2 separate regions of the Sus scrofa genome follow, and region 1 is linked to region 2. A link is a contact called in public HiChIP or PLAC-seq data. All regions are on one chromosome and are shown on one strand. Each heading gives the region's core, a stretch centred on a gene start, on an enhancer-like site or on the middle of the called end of the contact. The rest is flanking DNA. Distances are from core to core; before and after follow the strand shown.

What was found. HiChIP or PLAC-seq counts read pairs in DNA pulled down with a chosen protein or histone mark.
Region 1: an H3K27ac HiChIP or PLAC-seq map of alveolar macrophages shows a contact between it and region 2. The contact joins the promoter of TTC28 here to the promoter of XBP1 in region 2. A contact is called at or near these places in 1 of 5 promoter capture datasets (fetal skeletal muscle), 3 of 47 Hi-C or Micro-C datasets (epiblast stem cells, fetal heart ventricle and skeletal muscle) and 2 of 2 datasets of contacts at active chromatin or transcription factors (alveolar macrophages and skeletal muscle).

What each region holds. Positions count from the first base shown.
Region 1 is chr14:45,922,852-45,927,067 of Sscrofa11.1, forward strand. TTC28 (tetratricopeptide repeat protein 28) reads right to left here and starts at 2,175. Exons shown (of 24, transcript XM_021074051.1): 1 at 1,985-2,175. The coding sequence starts at 2,086. It also overlaps a transcript of CHEK2 not described here.
Region 2 is chr14:46,015,006-46,019,066 of Sscrofa11.1, forward strand. XBP1 (X-box binding protein 1) reads right to left here and starts at 1,521. Exons shown (of 6, transcript NM_001271738.1): 1 at 1,274-1,521; 2 at 131-227. The coding sequence starts at 1,506.

The DNA of each region.
Region 1 (4,216 bases), core at 925-3,424, 92 kb before region 2:
ACAACTTAGAATAGATTTACAAGGAGATCCGGCTGAGTAGCATTGAGAACTATGTCTAGATACTCATGTTGCAACAGAACAAAGGGTGGGGGAAAAAATGTAATGTATACATGTAAGGATAACTTGATCCCCTTGCTGTACAGTGGGAAAATAAAATAAAATAAAATACATCTGCATAAACTACAAAAAAGAAACATTGAGAGAAAAAAGCACCTAATTTTCAACTTTTTTTCCTCAGGTGCAATCTCAACTCCTAAAATATTGTCTTCCTATACATTCATATTTTGTTCATGAACAACTACTGAAATTAAATCTACTGAAATTCAAAAAACATTTAAAAAAAAAAAAAACAGCCCCTGAAATATCGAATAACTTTCAATCCAACAATTCTACTTTAGCCTTGACTATGAACTAAACATAAATCTCAATTTCAAAACATCACATAAGGGAGTTCCCCTTGTGGCCAGTGGTAATGAACCCGACTATTATCCATGAGGATGCAGGTTCAAACCCTGGCTTCACTCAGTGGGTTAAGGATTCGTCACTGCCCTGAGCTGTGGTATAGGTTGCAGATAGGGCTAGGATCCAGCGCTGCTGTGGCTGTGGCATAGGTAGGTGGCTACAGTTCCAATTTGACTCCTAGCCTGGGAAATTCCATATGTTGCAGGTGTAGCCCTAAAAAGACCAAAAGAAAAAAAAATCACATTAAGATTATAAATACTGAGAGGTTTAAGCAAATTGCCAAATTTTCTGAATAAACAGTAATTCAGATTTGCTTTGATGAAAATGTAAATATTTACCTGCCTCAAAAGAACAAAATCCTATAAGCCTAGTGTTCCCAAATGATGAAGAAAAAAAATACATTTTTGTTATTCAGAATTTTGATTCATAATTAACTTACCTAGGTATACAGAGTTGATGGTTTATACTAAGCAATATATAGCCTGCCTTTGCCTAAAACATACTGAAAACAAGGCATTTGTAAAGTCACAAAAGTTGGGACCTGAGAAGAATCACATCATGCAGTAAATCTGACAGATATTAATATCAAAAAAGGTCCTGAATATATCCCCAAGAACTATTTTGAAAACTCTTTAAGCCTTCCTACAAATATTTACTAACCATCTACCATGTGCCAAGCACTGGCGCGGTTCCAGAATGCCATGGTGAGCTATAAACAGAAGAGGTCCCTGCTCGCAGGAAGCTTACCGTAAAATAGTGCTTGTCAAATCTGCCTGATTACAATAACTTTGGAGCTTTTGAAAAATTCAAAATCAGTTCCTCTGCCTTGGAGAGTCTGAGTCCGTGGGCCTGGCATGAGTTGTGACGCCTGTATTTTTATCAAGCGCTCCAGATTACTCCTTTGCCCTGGCTGTTTGGAAGGCCAGTGCTCATGGGCATCCCATCCCATCCAGCGGCCCGCCACACCTCCAAAGTCTAATTTCACTCATCGTCCTTCACCCTGAGGGATAGACACCGAAAACACACTAGGAAGCCGAGGTGGATGTAAGTCAATCCAAAATCACTCTGTGCTGAGCCACTGACGGACTTGTTCCCTTCCAAAGACGGACAGCTCATTCCCTTAGATTCCACCTGAGGCTGCCTGCACCTGAGCTTCCTGGGGCTGCGCCGACACCTGTCCCCCCAGCCGCTGCCGTCTACCTCTCCCGTGGGCCCGGGGTCGCCGGCAGCCACCGCCCCGCGGGGATAGAGGCCGGGGGAAGGCACCGCGCTCATTAGGCGCCGACTGTATACCAACCCCCCGCCCCCCACTCCACCCCGCGCGCACACACTACCGCAGAAACCCAGGCGGGCAGGCGGCAGACCCGGTCCCGCCGCCGAGCCGCTCGAGGCAGGGCTCGAACCTCGACGGTGGGGCGGCTTCCGCCTTACAGGCGCTCCTCAGCCACGGAGGCCCGGCCCGGCTCGCACCGACGGAGTTTCACAAAGAAAGTCTCCCGGCCCGCGCCCCTCACACACTCACCGGCGCCGGCGCCGGAGGCGACTCGGGCTCCCGGTGCCTTTGGCTCCGTACCAGGGTTGACCCCGGAATGGGCTCAGGCGCCGGCGGCAGCGACTGCTCCATCGCCGCGGGACCCGGGCCGCGTCCGCCTCGAGCTAACGGTCCCGCCAGCTAGGCGCGCGCGCCGGCTCCGCGCGCCATGTTCCCGCCGTGCCGCGCGCGGCCGCGGCAGCTCACACCACCCCCCGCCGCGCACGCTCCCCGCGCGCCTCCGCGGCCCCCCCCGACCGCGCACGCGCGCACTCGCTAGCCCCCTCCCCGCGCCCTCGGGAGCCATCCGCTGTTCCCAGAGTCGCGCCAACGCCCTCCGCATCGGCCCAGTCTAGGCCTGAGCGCTAGCGGTTCTGGGCTGGGCGCTGCCGCCTGGAGTCTTGCGGACCATGCGGGGCAAAACCCTTGAGCTGCTACCCGGCACTCCTGCTTTTTGTTTACCTGCTTGGGCTTGGGGCGACAGGATGGGCCAAAAGGAAATTACCCGCAAGAAGTGCTGGTGTGAAGAAGCCGCTGAGGCGATGAGATCTCATCCTGGAGGTGTGTGAACACGTGCGCCAGTCTTAGTGGCACAGATGATGTTCATATCCCCGGGAAGCCAGACGCAATGGGGAACTCGAGTTCAAGTCCTGCAACTCCGCTAACCTTTGCATGATTAAGGTCAGGTCTCCAGCAGCCTTTTTCTCCTTAATTAGGAAGTCGGACAACTAAGGAGTGCTATCGGGAGGACTTAAAATAATCCAGCTAAAGTGTCAATATTGTGGTAAGCTGGTGACAAGATTTAGGTAACTTTTTTTTATGATTAAAACCCAAGGCTTGGAGTTCCCCTCGTGGCGCAGCAGTAAACGATTCCAACTAGGAACTATGAGGTGGCAGGATCGATCCCTGGCCTCATTCAGTGGGTTAAAGATCCGGCGTTGCTGTGAGCGTGGTGTAGGCTGCAGCCACGGCTTCAGTCTGGCGTTGCTGTGGCTGTGGTGCAGGCCGGCAGCTGTAGCTCCAATTCAACCCCTAGCCTGCGAACTTCCATAGGCCATGAGTGCGGCCCTAAAAAGACCGGGGCGGGGGTGGGGGGGGAACGGCCTCTTGAAAAGAGAAATTTTCGGTTCAAGTCTTGCCTCCACCACTCATAAACTGGGAGCAGGTGACTTGACAGAGCCAGAGAGCCCTGATCTCTGAGTCTACAAAGTACAAAGGGAGGAGTTGTAGTAATACCTCACAGGCTTGAGGTGAGCTCTCAGATGAGGCACATAAGGTCTCTGAGCACAATGCCTGGCACACACCAAACTCTCCAAGCTTCGATGGTGTAATTCCAGCCCTATCCTTCCAAGACTCCTGAAAGTTTAATGAAGGGGGCTCTGCTCCCAAATCCTGTGGTATAATTAGCTGGGAGGGGGTTCACTCAGCTGTGGGGCTGGATAGATTGTTACTTCCCACATCTTCACTTTCCATTCTCTGCCCCAAACCTCTCTGAAAACCCTAAAGCTGGCACAAAAACAACAGCAGAGAATGTTTTCCCTACTTAAAAAAAAAAAGAAAAGAAAAAGAGTATCCAGGGGTCTCTTGGAATTTGTAAAATTGTTTATTAGTCTGGCCTTTTCCAAAAAAAAAAAAAAAAAAAAAACAAAAAACTTTTTTTTGATTTTAAAAACTCAACCCAGAATAAAACAATAAAAGGAACATACTGAAAAAATCCTGGGGCTGGAACCTTACTTCAGGCATTTGGAGCCAGGTGCTCAAACAATAACCTCTATCTGTCTACAGTTTCTCTAAGCTTTGCCTCCCTCACTGATGACTTCATTCTCATGCAGTTCTCTCCAGTGTCCCAGGCAGCTCCTAGCTCATATCTGACCAGGAAAGCTGGAGCTGTTTCCCTGCAGTTCCAGCCAGTCTTGGGTTGACTTTCACTGCATTCATTTTGGTCACGTGCACCTGCCTGGGCCAGTCACAGCAAGATTGGCCAGATTTGACTGTAAGGAGCCTCTCTACAAGTGGGGTCAGCCTCACCAGGACTTGGGTTGGGGGCAAGTGGAAGGAGGAATGCCTCCCCCAGAAAAATAGGGTTGCAATCAGTGTAAGAGGCATCAGGTTCAGGACTGACCCAAATAAGAGCTATCTACTGCACCATCATCTAGGCACAGCAGGTCCACTTCAGAGCAATATGCCTGTTCTTCAGAAGGGAGTGGCAGTTACGTGAGTCAC
Region 2 (4,061 bases), core at 271-2,770:
AATTATACATCCACTTGTATTCTAAAGGGGATGAAACAACTCAAGGCATTATTGCAAATAAGAGACCATTCACCAAGGGAAGATACACACAATGGATAAAAGATAAGAATTTGATCTTAAGTATTTTTACCTCTTCTTCCAAATCTACCACTTGTTGCTCCAGCTCACTCATTCGAGCTTTCTTTCGGTCTCTGGCAGTCTGAGCTGCTACTCTGTTTTTCAGTTTCCTGAGGACAGAAAGAGATACCACACTGACTCATCTTAAACCTTATTCATAGCTTTATTTGAAAACCTGGCCAGCTGGTGCTTTCATTTTTAACTTATAGCATAAGGCAGACTAATGGTAAAATACACTTCAGACTTCACCCTTCAAAGAAACAAAACCGAAAAATTAGCCTTCTGTGGATCTAGCTTGAAAACCTGCTTTATTCTCCCCCATATTGCGTCATCCACCTCAGTCTTATCCCGGCCACAGCACTGAGGCTGGACACACAGCGTCATGAGATATCTCCTCCTCCCCTTTCTACTCTGCTGCTGCTTCCCGACTCCCTCGAACAGGATCCAACCCGGACTGATTAAATCTAATGTGGGTTGCAATGCCGCTGACATAAACGCTCCCTCAGCAAACAGCTCAGACGGGTGAAAGGCTGAGGCGATTTTTGCCCTGGTGCTGAGGCCGGTCGGCTCGAGAAGCACTTAATAAATCACAAAAAGCAAACAGATCATAGAAGAACTAATATTTAAGGAGGACTAAGTACTAGATATTTCTCTATTTCCCCAACGACCTCAGGAGGCAAATATCATTTTAAGGACGCAGAGACTGAGTTTGACTAGTGAGCCTTCTAAGGCTCACAGCCCCTTCAACAGCTGTCATTTCAGACCCGTGCGCCTCCAAAAAGGAGGTAAATCAATGGACTCCATGTTACAGCCCTAATTCAGAGAAGCTTAACAACGGATTTGTGGTCACACAGCGAGAGGGCCCAGAACCCAGGTACTCGCAGACCCAGCTGTGGTCATCTCTAATGAGAGAGAAAAGAATTTAATAAAAAAGGCCTGCTCAGCCCTGGACTCCACCCAACGCAGTAGAGCGGCCGGTCCAGACTTCCTGCCCTCGCCCCGCCCCGCGCCACGCTGGCGCTGGCACCCAAAAGGCCGTCAGAGACCGACCGTGGCGGGAGGTCAGCTCCCGGCCCAGAACCCCTGTCTCTCCTTCGGATTGGCTCTCAGACCTCGGGCCCTAGCCCTCTGGGTCCGCGCCCCGACCCTCGCCCACCTCCGTAACGCCTTCTCTTCGGGGCTCAGGTGCGTGAGGCGCTGTCTCTTGCGCGTCTGGGGCGGCCCCCCGCTTGCCGCCTCCGGGCTGGCCCCTCGCTGGCCCGGCACCATGATAGGCAGAGCCCGGCCGGCCGGAGCTCCAGCGGCGGCGGCGGCGGCGGGCTTCCCGGAGAGAAGCAGTACTTTGGGGGCCCCGGCGGCCGGGCTCTGCGCAGCTGCCACCACCACCATGGCTGGAGCGTGTCTACGCCTGTGCGCGCCGCCGCCGCCCAGTGGGCCAGCCCCCCCAGCGCCCAGCCTTTCTAGGATCGTGGCCCTCCACGATTGGCCAGCTCCGTGTGATGTAGGCATATCTCAGCGCCTATTGGTCCGGTGGACCCGAAGGGGGCGGTGCCAGGGCGTCCAGCGTGGCATCCGCGGTGCTGGGCTGGGGACGCTGGGCTTTTTTTTCCGCTCGGCTGACCGGTAGGCGTCGCTGGGTGGCGGGCTGGTAGAGGGTTCTGGAGGGCTGGGTTGTGGAGAGCCCCTAAGCTGGTGAGGAAGAGTCTGCAGCCCGACGGAGTTTCTTCAGTAAATAGATTTCTCCCCGAATGACAAGAGTTGAATTTCAAACCAGGAGATTTCCAGACTGACGAATTTTTACCAAGACTAACAGATTTTTACCCAGTCTGACAGAATTGTATCTCATTCCCCACTTAGGGCCCAGAGTGCAAAATCGAGAGACAGTTCAAATTGGGCCTTGGGTTAGAAAAATGCTTGCAAAAACATTCTGCAACATAAGTCTTCAGGAAATGAGGTCAAGTACTTTAAAACTGGGTTCAGGAGTTCCCATTGTGGTGTAGCGGGTTAAGGACGTTGTCCCAGTGAGGATGTGGGTTTGATCCCTGCTTGTAGCTCAGTGGGTTAAGGATCTGTGTGTTGCCACAAGTTATGTGGTAGGTTGCAGATGCAGCTGGGTCTGGTGTTGCTGTGGCTGTGGTTTAGGCCTATAGTTGCAGCTTGGACTCAGCCCCTAGCCTGGAAGCTTCATATGCCACAGGTGCAGCTCTTAAAAAAACAAAACAAAAACTAGGTTTATTGAATTAGAAAGATGTGGTATATATACTCAATGGAATACTACTCAGCCATAAAAAAGAACAAAATAATGCCATTTGCAGCAACATGGAAGAAACTAGAGTCTCTAGTTCTAAGTGAAGTAAGTCAAAGAGAAAGACAAATATCATATGATATCACTTATATCTGAAATCTAATACACAGCACAAATGAACCTTTCCACAGAAAAGAAAACCATGGATGTGGAGAACAGACTTGTCCATTGCCAAGGGGGAGGGGGAGGGAGTGGGATGGATTGGGAACTTGGTTAATAGATACAGACTATTGCCTTTGGAATGGATTAGCAATGAGATCCTGCTCTGTAGCACTGGAAACTGTGTCTAGTCACTTATGATGGAGCATGATAATGTGAGAAAAAAGAACCCATACGTGTATATGTAACTGGGTCACTATGCTTTATAGTAGAAAATTGACAGAACACTGTAAACCAGCTATAATGAAAAAAAAATCATTATATATTTTTAAAAATTAAAAAAAATAGGTTTAAGTGAAAGCTTAATAAATCATAGGTGTTCTCTCTGAGTGGCAGGAATATGTGTGTGTGTGTAATTTCTAAACTGTCTACTGAGTATACATATTATTTACTTATTTTAAATGAAAATAAGATGTTTCCACGTATAAAAGATGAGGAAAGGTTCAGGGCTTCTGCCTGCAGCAGCCCTTGTGAAAGAGAGGCCTCCAAACTGTAGCTAGAGATCAGTTAAGACACAGGAATATTAAAATGGAGAAACCCAAGGAAACACCCCACAAGGCATTTTCTTTTTCACTTTTTTGAAGCAAATTACAAAATGTTAAGTTCCCTAGAATTACAAAGCAAGACTTTCTTTAACAAGTAGTTACTGCAATCATTTCTTTTAACAAGTAGTTATTGCTTCCTCTGTGCTTAGTACTGTTCTAGGTTCTAGGGACGCAAAGATTAGTAAATCTCATAGCTGGTGCTTGGAAGATATGCAAAAAGTGAACAGATAGAATGGTACCAGGTAATTCTTCAGTGCTATTAAGTCAGGTTAGTTCTTCAGTTATGTTTTGGTGGGGAGGAAACAGGATGGGAAGAAGGAATGAAAGCAATTCAGTCAAGGGACACAGTCTCTGTCATTCTTTGGGTTGGGCAGTGAGTCTTCTTCAGTATTTCCTTCCTCCAAATTCACAGAGTGGAATCAGTGACTTTATTTAAATGGAGCTTGGCACAGCTCAGGATGCCCTGAGCACAGACTACTTCTGTGGTCTGGAAGAGAGGTGGGGACTGATCGGGGACTTCAGGACAAAGAAGCCTGTCTACATATTAATTCTCATGAGCCTTAAGTCAGCTGAGTCCCCAGGCGCCTGCGGCAATGAGAGATTCACTCCTGGTCCCTGGACCATTTGGGAGAATTCTTTGGGATACCTTCTAGTTTTTACCTACACATTTTTTGTTAAAGGACCATGGAAAGCTGTAAGAGGTTCTGAGAGAAGTGGAGTAATTGTCATGCAGCCTTGTATTTAAGATTTGTGAATGCCGAAAGAATGTCTGGCACTGTGTATGAAATCCCAGTGAAATGAAAAGAAATTTAAATCATTTAGACATAAAAGAAAATGCAGGATGCCTATATTAGTCCAGCATGATGTAAATGAGTTACCTTGTGGAGAAGGCACAAGATACTGGGGCAGAGGAGAAAAGGTCGATGAATTGCATT